Regions from separate parts of the Mus musculus genome. Here all the other regions are linked to region 4. Evidence: chromatin contacts called from public HiChIP or PLAC-seq and promoter capture Hi-C data. All regions are on one chromosome and are shown on one strand. The core of a region is the stretch at or near the end of the contact, and the rest is flanking DNA. Distances in the headings are between cores, read along the strand shown. Region 1 holds the start of Selenbp1 (selenium binding protein 1). Region 2 holds the start of Pi4kb (phosphatidylinositol 4-kinase beta). Region 3 holds the start of Lingo4 (leucine rich repeat and Ig domain containing 4). Region 4 holds the start of Tuft1 (tuftelin 1).

The links. Promoter capture Hi-C pulls out the DNA fragments that hold promoters and counts their contacts. HiChIP or PLAC-seq counts read pairs in DNA pulled down with a chosen protein or histone mark.
Region 1: a contact with region 4 is called in a FOXA1 HiChIP or PLAC-seq map of pancreatic cancer cells. The contact joins the promoter of Selenbp1 here to the promoter of Tuft1 in region 4. A contact is called at or near these places in 4 of 39 promoter capture datasets (embryonic stem cells, hematopoietic stem and progenitor cells, hippocampal neurons and 1 more) and 2 of 115 datasets of contacts at active chromatin or transcription factors (pancreatic cancer cells and stem cell-derived neural progenitor cells).
Region 2: a promoter capture Hi-C map of the HPC-7 cell line shows a contact between it and region 4, with 2.8 times the contacts expected there. The contact joins the promoter of Pi4kb here to the promoter of Tuft1 in region 4.
Region 3: a promoter capture Hi-C map of liver shows a contact between it and region 4, with 2.8 times the contacts expected there. The contact joins the promoter of Lingo4 here to the promoter of Tuft1 in region 4. A contact is called at or near these places in 13 of 39 promoter capture datasets (the 3T3-L1 cell line, the C10 cell line, the HPC-7 cell line and 7 more) and 1 of 9 other capture datasets (adipose tissue).

What each region holds. Positions count from the first base shown.
Region 1 is chr3:94,931,820-94,934,519 of GRCm38.p6, reverse strand. Selenbp1 (selenium binding protein 1) reads right to left here and starts at 1,437. Exons shown (of 12, transcript NM_009150.3): 1 at 1,358-1,437. The coding sequence starts at 1,361.
Region 2 is chr3:94,973,397-94,976,096 of GRCm38.p6, reverse strand. It overlaps Pi4kb (phosphatidylinositol 4-kinase beta), which reads right to left and starts at 1,366. Exons shown (of 11, transcript NM_175356.3): 1 at 1,012-1,366. B230398E01Rik (a long non-coding RNA gene) reads left to right here. Exons shown (of 4, transcript XR_003954666.1): 2 at 1-748.
Region 3 is chr3:94,397,881-94,400,580 of GRCm38.p6, reverse strand. Lingo4 (leucine rich repeat and Ig domain containing 4) reads right to left here and starts at 1,362. Exons shown (of 2, transcript NM_177250.2): 1 at 1,100-1,362. The coding sequence starts at 1,164. It overlaps Rorc (RAR-related orphan receptor gamma), which reads right to left. Exons shown (of 11, transcript NM_011281.3): 11 at 2,305-2,700.
Region 4 is chr3:94,657,532-94,660,231 of GRCm38.p6, reverse strand. It overlaps Tuft1 (tuftelin 1), which reads left to right and starts at 1,360. Exons shown (of 13, transcript NM_011656.3): 1 at 1,360-1,507. The coding sequence starts at 1,448.

The sequences.
Region 1 (2,700 bases), core at 188-2,687, 270 kb before region 4:
CACAAACAAACAACCCTAACAACAATAACAACAACAACAAATTCTGTTCTAGGACTCAAGAAACGGCTCAGGGGTGAAGAACACACCCATGGAACTCAGAACTGTCTGGCACCTTCTTCTGGCCCCAGTTGGCACTAGATACGTATGTGCTACACATGAACATACAGAAATGTTCATAAAATAAAAACATCTTTAAGAAGAGGAGAGAAGCCGGGCGGTGGTGGCACACGCCTTTAATCCCAGCACTTGGGAGGCAGAGGCAGGCAGATTTCTGAGTTTGATGCCAGCCTGGTCTACAAAGTGAGTTCCAGGACAGCCAGGGCTATACAGAGAAACCCTGTCTCAAAAAAACCAAAGAAGAAGAAGAAGAAGAAGAGGAGGAGGAGGAGGAGGAGGAGGAGGAGGAGGAGGAGGAGGAGGAGGAGAGAAGTGGAGGAGGAGGAGGAAGAGGAGGAGGAGGAGGAGGAGGAGGAGGAGGAGGAGAGAAGTGGAGGAGGAGGAGGAGGAGGAGGAGAGGAGTGGAGGGAGGAGGAGAGGAGTGGAGGAGGAGGAGGAGGAGGAGGAGCAGGAGGAGGAGGAGGAGGAGGAGGAGAGAAGTGGAGGAGGTTTATCCCACCACCCAAGGCTTGGTCCAGGCTGCTAGGTTGCCTGGGGTACCATCTTTCTCTGTGTGGCATCCTCCAGTCTTAAGCATTTTAAGCAAGGTCTATGACATTTTGAGTTTGGAGAATCCAGGCAAAGTTCAAGTGGGTTTTCAGGGTGGCCACTGGTCTTTCTACTAGCCCAGGGAAGAGCCAGCAATAAGGGGAGCAGGGCCTCAACATTCCTTCTGAAACCCAGACTCTCAGACTGATACCCAGGAGCTCGCAGGCAAAAGGATAAGAGGGCTGTGGGACTTGGGAGGGGCGCAGAATCAGGCCCTCAGTGCGCTAGTGTGGCTGCCCCTGACTTCCCCCATTGACTGGTGATATGAAGCAGCTTGAGAGATCCAGGCTGTGATGATTGTTCTTTTGTAACACCCGCCCCCCAACCCATTGACCCCGTGCTAAAACCAGAATCGTCTATTTACGAGGGTGACAAGCTGCACCGCTCCTGCCCTGCCCCTACCGAGGTCGGGTAGGATTCACAAAACCACCATTTCTGGTGGTCCCTTTCTGTTCCTTAGAACTTAGGCCAGGCTGAAAAATAGTGTGCATGAAGCTTTCACTTGAGCTGCTATGCGCATGCCTGTAGGGTAGGAACAAGAGTCCAACTCTTTTGTCACTGTCCTCCCCACAGTTCCGGGTCATTTCCTGGAAGGAGGAGGACCCTCCAAACTACGGGCAGCCTACACATGGTTTGAGACCCTTTTCCTTACCCATGCTGCTGGCTGGCTGACACTCGGGTCCTGCAGGATTTGCCAGGAACGAGCAGAGGCTCAGCAGAGACCAGTGCTGGTATTAAGTGCGGACTGCACAGGCAAGGGGCAAAGGGAGGGAATTTATGCAACCAATTGGGGGAGAGGTGGAGCAAGGGGAGGGACCTGGCTGCCTTCCAGGGTAAACTATAAAGGGCAGCTAGCCAGGAAGCTGTCAAGTGGCCTGGCTGTTGAAATTACAGGGTGTGTGTGCACGCACGCACACTTGTGCACATGTGTACGTGTATATACACATGCAAAAAACATCTGAGCCATTTTTGGATGCCTGGGTCTGTATCAAGTTTGTGTGCCTGTGTAGCCTTCTCCTGTGGGTTCCTATGCATGTGCCTTTATGTTTGTGTATGCACGGGTGTGAATTTGTATGTGCTTCTGCCTGGACGTGTATATGCCTGTGTGTGCCCATGTGAGCAGGAACCGTGTGAGAGGAGTGTTTATATGTATGCATTCACATGTTCCTGTGCCTTCAAATGCTCGTTTATGTGTCTGGCCATGCCCATGGACATTTCAGGGACCTGTTTGTTCCCACTGCTGCATCGAAAGCCAGCTTTCTCTGAAGATTGTCCTCTTCTTCTAGACATTCATGCTCCAAGAAACAGTTCTGATCACCCAGACCCCTCCCCCAGGCCTTTCCACAGCAGCTGCCCACAGAGCCAAGGCTGTAATATACACCAGTAAACCATTGCTTGCTGAAGAACTCTTTGTTTTTTTTCAGTAATTTATTTATTTTTATTCACTTTGCATTGGGATTGAAGCCCCCCTCCCCCTCCTCTCCACCCAGTCCTGCCCTTATAAATCCCTCCCCCTGTTACTCCCTCCCCACCACCTTGGGTCACCCCATCCTGGGACATCTAGTCCCAACAGGATTAGACATATCCTCTCTCACTGAGGCCCATTAACAGGGCTCCTCAAAGCTAGGCTGAGGCCTGATCCTGTTAACCCCGTGCAGGGCTGCCCTTCACCTAGGAAAGTGTGGGTTTGAAGGGCTCAGCAGGAGGACTATGTAACACTCTCTCCCATGGAGCCCGGGCTGCCACTGTCCTCAGTGTGAGGTGCTTGCCCAGGGAAGGCTCCTGTCCACACACTTCAGGGAATCCAACTGTCGGTAGACACTACTTTCATCTTAGATAAAAGCTCTGAAGTGAGGTTCTCATTGAATAGGGAAATGGGTAACGTGGGCTCAAGATAACCACCAGAAGAAATCGCTCTAGGTACAGTTATGATAGAGAGAAGGCCTCTGGTGGCAGGGCTGGAGCTCACGTGACACATTTTAAGCCACGTTTTAC
Region 2 (2,700 bases), core at 117-2,616, 320 kb before region 4:
GTTGCTTCATCCTTCAGAAACACACATCTGTCCAGAAAAGCTTGAGACAACTGTGGCTCCCCATCCTCTCACATCTTCTTAGTTCAAGCTTTAGCTGATCTGAAATCATATGTGGAGATAAAAGGCATGATAGAGAACACTTAAAGACCACAGGGAAAACAGAGCCGAGGGAGACAAACATCAGCCGAATCCTGGAGAGAATGTCAAAAGTTGGAAATCCCTGGAGAGAATGTCAAAAGTTGGAAATCACTATCTGTAGGGGTGTTCACGGCAGAGCTTTCTCCTACGGGAAGCCCTCCAGAGGGCTGGAGATTGAGAAAGGGGAAAGAGAAGCCAAAGACAGCTTCAGGTATCATCAGGCACCCTAGAGAGGGGTTGAGGACTAAGGTCAAAGTGGATGGTATCTGGGTATGATGACAGTAGTCTGAGATCCTTTAAGGAGAAGGGAATAGGCAATTCTTGGAAGTCAGGAGCTGGGGGAGTGGGTCATGGTGAGGTCATGGAATTGGAAGCAGAAGAGAGGGATACAATCTGTAGCTGAGGGAAATGAGAACTCTGTGCTGAGATTGCACAGACTCGGAAGAGTGGGGCAAAATAGGAAAAGGGATAAAGGCGGAGTCCATGGAAGAGGCTTGTGAGCAGAAACACAAACGGCGAGGAAGGCAAACATGGATGATATTGTAGAAGGGGTCAAATGTGGAAAAGGTTCACGACTTAGGAAGATAGTTACGGAACAGAGGCAACAGAGGTACGAAGTGTGTGTCCTGCTGGTGGGGAGGTGGAATCCACGGGGCAGAGGGAGGGGCTAAACTGAAGAGGAAGCCAGAAAGCAGAGAAGACTACCCCGGGCCCGAGAGGAAAGGGTGAAGGACCTCGGGGTGCAGCTGCCACCAGGGGGGCAGTTTTGTAGTCGAACCCAGGTCGCGGTAGGCTGGGCGGGACAGGGTGGCAGAAGGACCCCCCCACACACACACACAGGCAAAGGCGACTCACGGGGGAGGAGCCGCTTACCTCCGGGGAACCCTCGCGGAGGGGGTGCAGGCGGTCGGGGTCGGACTGCCGACACCGCCGCCTCAGCAGCAGCGGCCGCTCCCGGGTTCCATTGGCCGCCTGCGCTTCCCTGACAGCGGCCGCGGCGGCTGCTCCAGGCCCCGGCTGCGGGGCTGCCCGCGGCGCCGCCTGAAGGGGCCTTCACGCAACTTCAAGTTGGACCGGACCCCACTAGCAGGACACAAAATAACAATTCCTTGGCGGGTTCCGATGTAAGAGTCCCCTGGGCCCGAGCCTTTCTTCCGGGAGATTGCTTTCCTGCTTCCCGGTGTCAGGACACTACTGATGCCATCGTAATCTGAGTCGAGTGAGCTGCCCGACTCACGCCTGTTCAGAAAGGAAAAGGGGGCGGGGAAGAGCTTTTGGAAGCTAGGGAGGGGGGGCAGGGAGGAGGGGCTTACGGGGGAAGGCGGGCCCTGTGTTTGAGGGCGGGCCTAAGAGACAGGCTTTACTAAGGAAGCCGAGAGGGAAGTAGCGTGGGTAAGATCAGTGGAGGGACGTGGAGGTACCGATATTTTATGTACTTCCAAAAGTGTATGAACATGCAAATTATATATAAACTATTCATTTGCGTAAACCACTGAGTTACCGTAACTGCCACCAGTGGCTTTTTTCTCCCTCTCCTATCCTACGGGATTTCTTTCGTAAGTCAGCCGGTAGGACCCATGCAGGAGGGCCAGAAAACAGACAAGAAAGAGAAGGGACGAAAAAAGGAGTACAATCACCTTCATTTCCCTCTTCCTACTCATCTTTAAGGATGATGCCATGAGTTTGCCCCTATAGCTTCAGGAATGGCCCAGTCCAACCGCCTCAATCTTTCACTGTTTCGCACCATCACTCTGGGACAAGGTGCTGCTTCCAAGGTCACCCCAGCTGCCAAAGCCTTAACAGAGGCTGGACAAGCCAGCTTAGGAAAAGTGAGTGAAATGACAAAAGTTTGGCTTATTCCTTTTCCGAAGGCTACAAAATCATGTGAGACAGGCCTCATAGACCCCTCCCCCCCCCCCCACAATCACTGTCCCAACGCTTTTCCTGGGACTTTTCTTAGTATCTTAGGCCCCTTGTAAGGGTAGGTTTGTTTGACAGGGTTTCTCTGTGTAGCCCTGGCTGTCCTGGAACTCACTGTGTAGACCAGGCTGGCCTTGAACTTAGAAATCTGTCGACCTCTGCTTCCCAAGTGCTACGCCTAAAGACGTGTGCCACCACTGCAGGCGGGTAGGTTCTTAATATTCTACGGGTTGAGCCTAGCTCTTGGGTGACATCTTCATTGCACTTATAAGCTGATTTGAGATCTTTGTTTCCTTTTTTTTTCTTTCCCTTTCTTCTCTAGCTTCCTTCCTATCCTCTTTCCCTTTTTAGAGACAGTCTATTTTTCCCAGGCTGCTTGTGATATTCCTTGGCTCAAGCCACTGGCCTGTGGAACATGTGGGAATATATCCACATGCCCCCAAGCTGGACTAACCCTCAACTTCTGTATAATAATATTGACAATATTATTATAGCACTACATTAACAACAGTAGTATCTGATGTAATAACATTTTCTAAGGTTTGGGGGAGGGGATCAAGAAAGTATGGGTTATAGTACTACATGTCTGTTATTGAAACAGACAAATGGTGAGTGAACCATGCCCCTGCTTCCGTATTTAAC
Region 3 (2,700 bases), core at 113-2,612, 260 kb after region 4:
GTTTCCCTGGCTGCAGGTCCTGCACCTCGGGACTTTGAGGCTTCAGGTTTTCTGGGCTCTGTGGCGTTAGCTTTCTGCTGTGTGTCCTATTTTCTCGCATGTAGAATACAGGAGGAGCTGCAGCTCTCCTTTCCTTCCTACACTCCAGGAGAATCATTCTGGAGACTCTCCTCCAGCCACTTCAGAGGATAACGCAGTTGGGAAACTAAAGAAAGATACCAAGTTCAGTCCTCAGTATGGACGCAGAGGAAAGAGCAGAAGGGATACAGGACACTGTTGTGGGATCACTTGGGGAGGGGAAAGAGTAGCAAGGGGCAGCAGCAGCTGTCTCTCTCCTCCCCCTTTCAGGGCCTAATGGGCATCTGTGTGGTACTAAGAGTTCCCAGCCTCTCCTGTCCACCTGACAGCTAGCCCTTCATCACTGTTGCTGCACTTCCTGTTCATCACTTCGCTCTGCATTCAGCAAAAGTGCAGTGAGGCGTGTGTGCCAGCGCCCTTTCTCCTGCTTACATGAGTTTTCTCTTTGTCCCCAAAGCCTGCTAGCCCAGTGGCTGGGGGACTTAGGGTCAACATCTTTTATTTATAAGGTGGCCAATTTAATCAGTCTTCCTTTGTTATCCTCTATGACTACAGGACTGGTCTCTGGTCACTTTGCAAGAAGAGATGGATGGATGTTACAAAACTCTTTCTCTTCCCCTGGGGTCTAGAGTCTGGGGCACTGCCCCCTCAGGGAGATGGAGCTTTCTTGTCTATGTGGCAGCCACAGATTCATTCGAGCACATATCCACTTTAAAGCATGCCAGATTGAGGCATGGGGACCTGCATGGTGAAGGGGCACTTAGGAGAGAGATTTTTGGAGTATCCACACAGATTAGGAGGGCAGCTTTTTAGAGGCTAAAAAAAGCGGGGGGGGGGGCTCCTTGGACTCTCCCTACCAGGGGTACCTGGGACATTTTAGTTTTCCAATCACAGGATGAATGGTCAGCTAGGGTAGAGGGGAAGCTCTCTTTCCTGTAGGCTATTTAACATGGCCTTGTCTTTGAGAATGCCATGGGAAAGGGCAGCTGAGACGTGCCCACAGAGGGGCAGGGGCACTTACCGGAGAAGCTGGGGGGTGGCATCAAGTTGGGCGCTGCATCTCTCCAGGGCTGGGGCCTGTCCCATCCGAGCTGCACCTTGGCCTCTCCACCTTCCCCGTGTGTCTGAGTCCCCACTCCCCACTGCCCGGCAGCCTGCCGCATCAGCCGGCTGGCAAGACTGCTGTTGCTGCCGCCGCTACTGCGGTCGCGCTGCCAAGACCAAAGGAGAGAAAAGAGCCAGGAAGCATTTTTTTCTTTTTTTTTTTTTTTCCCTCCTCTTCTCTCTTTTTAAACCAGAATGAGTCTGCAGCAACCCTGTTGGTGCAAAATAAATAAATAAAGCAACCAGGGAGGGCTGCAGCAAGCGCCACTACGGGATGACGAATCGAATCGGGGGAGGAACTGAAGAGGGGACCCAGGGCTGGGGCAGGGTCTGCTACGGAGACAGCCTGGGAAGCTTGAGAGAGTTTTGACATCCTGGTTCCTCCTGGGGAGCTAGAGAGCTCCCGGGACACCGCTTCCACAGCCTCTAGTCTTTTAGATGCAGGGCAATTCTGTGCAATTTCTAAATCTAAACGGGCCTGTGGGTATCATTTGTTGGAAGTTCTTAGTCTAGAATACCTTCCTTCAGTTTAGCTTGCCATTTCTCTTGTGTCAGGTATCTGAGCACCAGTCTCCCTGGTGGATTGCTTAGCTGAGGGAGAATCTTGGGCGGTGTGTGTGTGTATGTGTGTGTGCTAAAATTCTTATAAAACAGATAAATTGCTGGCTTGACACAGAAACAAAACTGCAGGGCAAGCATGTATCCTAGGCAGTCACATTCAAGTCTCCCAACACCCGACATGTGTGCCCTGCACCCTTGTACAAGCACGCAGGCACGATACACTTCCAGCCTTTGAAATCGTTTTATAAAGAATGGCACAAGTTGGGATTTATGTTTACTTGGCTAAACCCTTCCTCTGAGAGAAAAAAAAAAAAAAAAAAAAAAAAACCTCCCTCCCTCTCATCTGCTGCTTATACCTCCTAGGAGAGTCTGCAGCTTTACAAAACTGAGAGAAATTCTGAGCAAGACTATGGAGGAGAAACAGGTCCCTGTCCTGTTCCTAGTCTCTCCATCATGTGGAGTCAGCAGCACACAGGTACAGAGCAGGGGATGGCGCTGCCTTCCTTCCTCATAGCGTAGAGACTGAAGTCAAGGGCATCTTCCCGGGTGCTGGTCCTTGGGTTTTCCGGCTGGTTAGTATCCGGTCCTCTGCTTCTCTTAGGGACAGAGGACAGCTGGAGCTGGGATGAATTCTGGTGTCCTGTATGAATTAGAACCTCAGGCTTCTCAGAGCTGCAACCTCAAGGAAGAGATTGTGTGCCAGAGGGAAAGTCTACAGAATGGTGTCACTGGGGGCAGAGCCTCTGTGTGCTCCACCTGTGTGGATGTGTGTCTCTGATTAGACTGCTAACGAATCTGACACTTTTAAAGTGTGCAAAGAGGTTTCCATTCTAATTTTTCCAGTGATGTTTTTCTTCATACCCAAACCCCATAAAACAGTTATCTTGGGACCTTATCTCCACCCCACCCTCATTCTTTACACATCCAGGCATTTTAGGTCCCAGAAAACAGGCAGAG
Region 4 (2,700 bases), core at 111-2,610:
CAGACTACTTGTAGTAGAACCATCCTGTCCTAAGAAGCTCTGGGAATAGCTTATACAGAGTGCTGTATGAGTTACTTGTCTGCTGCTGTAATAGAAAACAACAGTCAAGACAGGTTAAATAAAGAGGTGTGTATTTGAGCCTACAGTTCCAGAGGGGTAAGAGGTCATCGCCATCATGGTAGAAAGGTGATAGCTGAGATCTCAAACCACAAGCAGGAAGCAGAGAGCAAAGTAGGAATGGTGGGAGTCTTTGAACTCTCAAAGCCTGCCCCAGTGACTTGGTTGTCCAGCGAAACTACATTTCCGCAATCCCCCAATTAGTACCTCCAACTGGAAACCAGGTATTCAAATGACCGAGCCTGGTGGGGGGGGGGGGGGCTTTCCCAGTCAAAGAACCACAAATGCCTTTTTTGAGGATAGAGAAAGGACCAGAATTGAGTTTTTCTCCTATTCTGGTCACTGATGTCCCTAGTGATTATCTTCCAGGTATAGACAGAGCTTTGTATCCATTCATCACTGGCAAGTGACTCAGAGTCCAGTCTAGTCCCCGCCCACCTCGTTTCCCCACACCCACCCTAACACTTTAAGGACCTAGATGTTCACCAAAACGAATTGCTACCTCTAGTGGTACTGCCTATTCAATCGGATTAGACCTTACACACCGCGCCTGCTGTCCCTGTGACCATCACACAGTGAGATAGCCTTCTACCAGAGGTCAGCCCTCAAGATCCCAGCCTAAGCTTGGGAAGCAACTGCCTTTGGTGCCACTAAGACTCTTTCTCTAGGGTGCAAATTCCTTTTAAGGTCATGTGTCCCGCCTCTCCCTACCATATAAGTCTAGTTTCTGCAAAGCAAGCCCCACCCAGAGCTTAGCTGGCTTTGACTTCGACCTGGGCTACTTGCCAGGAAAAAGCACCTGCCAGACTGGCTTAGACTAGTCCGAGTGAGCTGGTCTTTGGTGCCTGCCTTTCTACCTGTGTGGTAGAACTCTGAGGAAAGATGTACTCAGCTCTAAAAAGCCTACAGGCTGGCTTACATTTCAGGAAAGACCACAGAAGCTTGTGCAAGCCCCAACTCAGACGACCAGACCGATTCTTTCCCGCACCGAACCTGGAAAACTGAAAGGAAAAAGACCAATGAGATACCACAAGATACCTTGTCGTACCCTTAGTAAAATTCCTAAGCGGTCACCCGACCTTCACTCCCAAGCCTCACCTTTACGTAAATCGTCCATAGCACGGGTAGGCGAGTCCTGAAGCCTCTTGGCACCGCCCACCTCTCGCTTCCGCTCTACCTCATTGATAAATACCGCCCTGGGCGTGGCCCATCTTCAGCCCCGCCCCCGACGCGCCTATACTAGGGGGCGGTTCCGCGCGCGCACCCGCCTGCCGGCCTAGTTTCCCCGGGACCTCGGAGTTGAGGAAGCTCATACGACCTCCGCGTGAAGATGAACGGGACGCGGAACTGGTGTACCTTGGTGGACGTGCACCCGGAGAGCCAGACCGCGGTAGGTCGTCACCTTCACCCCGCCTTCCCACTCAGGCACAGTGGCTTTCCAGCTCCGCCGCTCGCGTGCCTCAGGCTCAGGTAGCCCATTTCACCTGACGCCGGGCTCAGTGCGGTCAGCCCCGCGTCGCTCCGTGGGCTTTTTCCTTTGCCCTGTGGCGGACTGTGGAGTGGGAAGCACAGGACGAAACACTGGCAGCTCCAGGGCTGGGGAGGTCCTGTCCTTGGCGCGGACACTGTAGCCCCGGCTCGGGCATGGGGCGCGTTACTCAGGCGTCTCGTGGGCAGCTAGATTGGGTCGTGGAAGACGCTCGAGGGACCGGATCCCTGCGCTGTTTCGGACGTTGCGCCGGCCCAGGTGGGTTACGCCTTTTCGCGTTTCCCGATGGCCTCAGAACCCCTTCAAAGACTTCTGTGATGGCGATCCTTTTACTAGGAAAGGGGGCAGAGGGTCGAATCCTAGGAGAGAGGGGAGAGCATGAGTGGGCGGGATAGGTCTCAGACAACTACGGAATTGGTACCAGATTCTACCTTTCGCCCAGAGGATTTATGGAGCTCTCCGCTCGACGGTCACCTCTTTTGGATTTCTCCTTTTTTTTTTTTTTTAAATCTTGCTTTTCTGGTCCCCAACCCCCTTTCAGCCAGCCAGTAGCTTCCTTGGTTTTGCTTTCATGTCCAGATGCCAAGTCCCTGTAGGGGAATAAGGGGATGCTGCGGAACTCCAGTGGAGAACTGAACCCACCTGGAGTGGGTTAGGGAGAGAGAGGGGGCATTCTCCAGTGCAATCCAGTCTGCCCTGCTCCCTTTATGCCCTCCTCACTCCCTCACTCCCTTTATGCCACCCTCAACTGACCACATATTTTTTTTTCTCTCCAGAGGGAAAGGCCTGTAATTTGATGCTGCATGTTTCTAGTCGTTGCTGGGGGATCCAAATACTCCATAGATCTGTGCTAATTAATTTATTTCCAAGTTGTTGTGGAGAATGAAATGAGAGCCAAAGTGATGGGGAGTTTGCGCCCCCACCCCCCCCATCTGATTCCTATGCGCCTGCCTGTCTCAGCATGTCCTTGAGGCAAAGCTAACCCAGCTACAGCTGGATTATGGCTCTTCAAAGAATTGTTGTAGAATGGGTGCTCATTTGAAGTTCAGAGTACAGCTGATCATTGAAGTCTGTTCACTGTCTCCTTCGACATT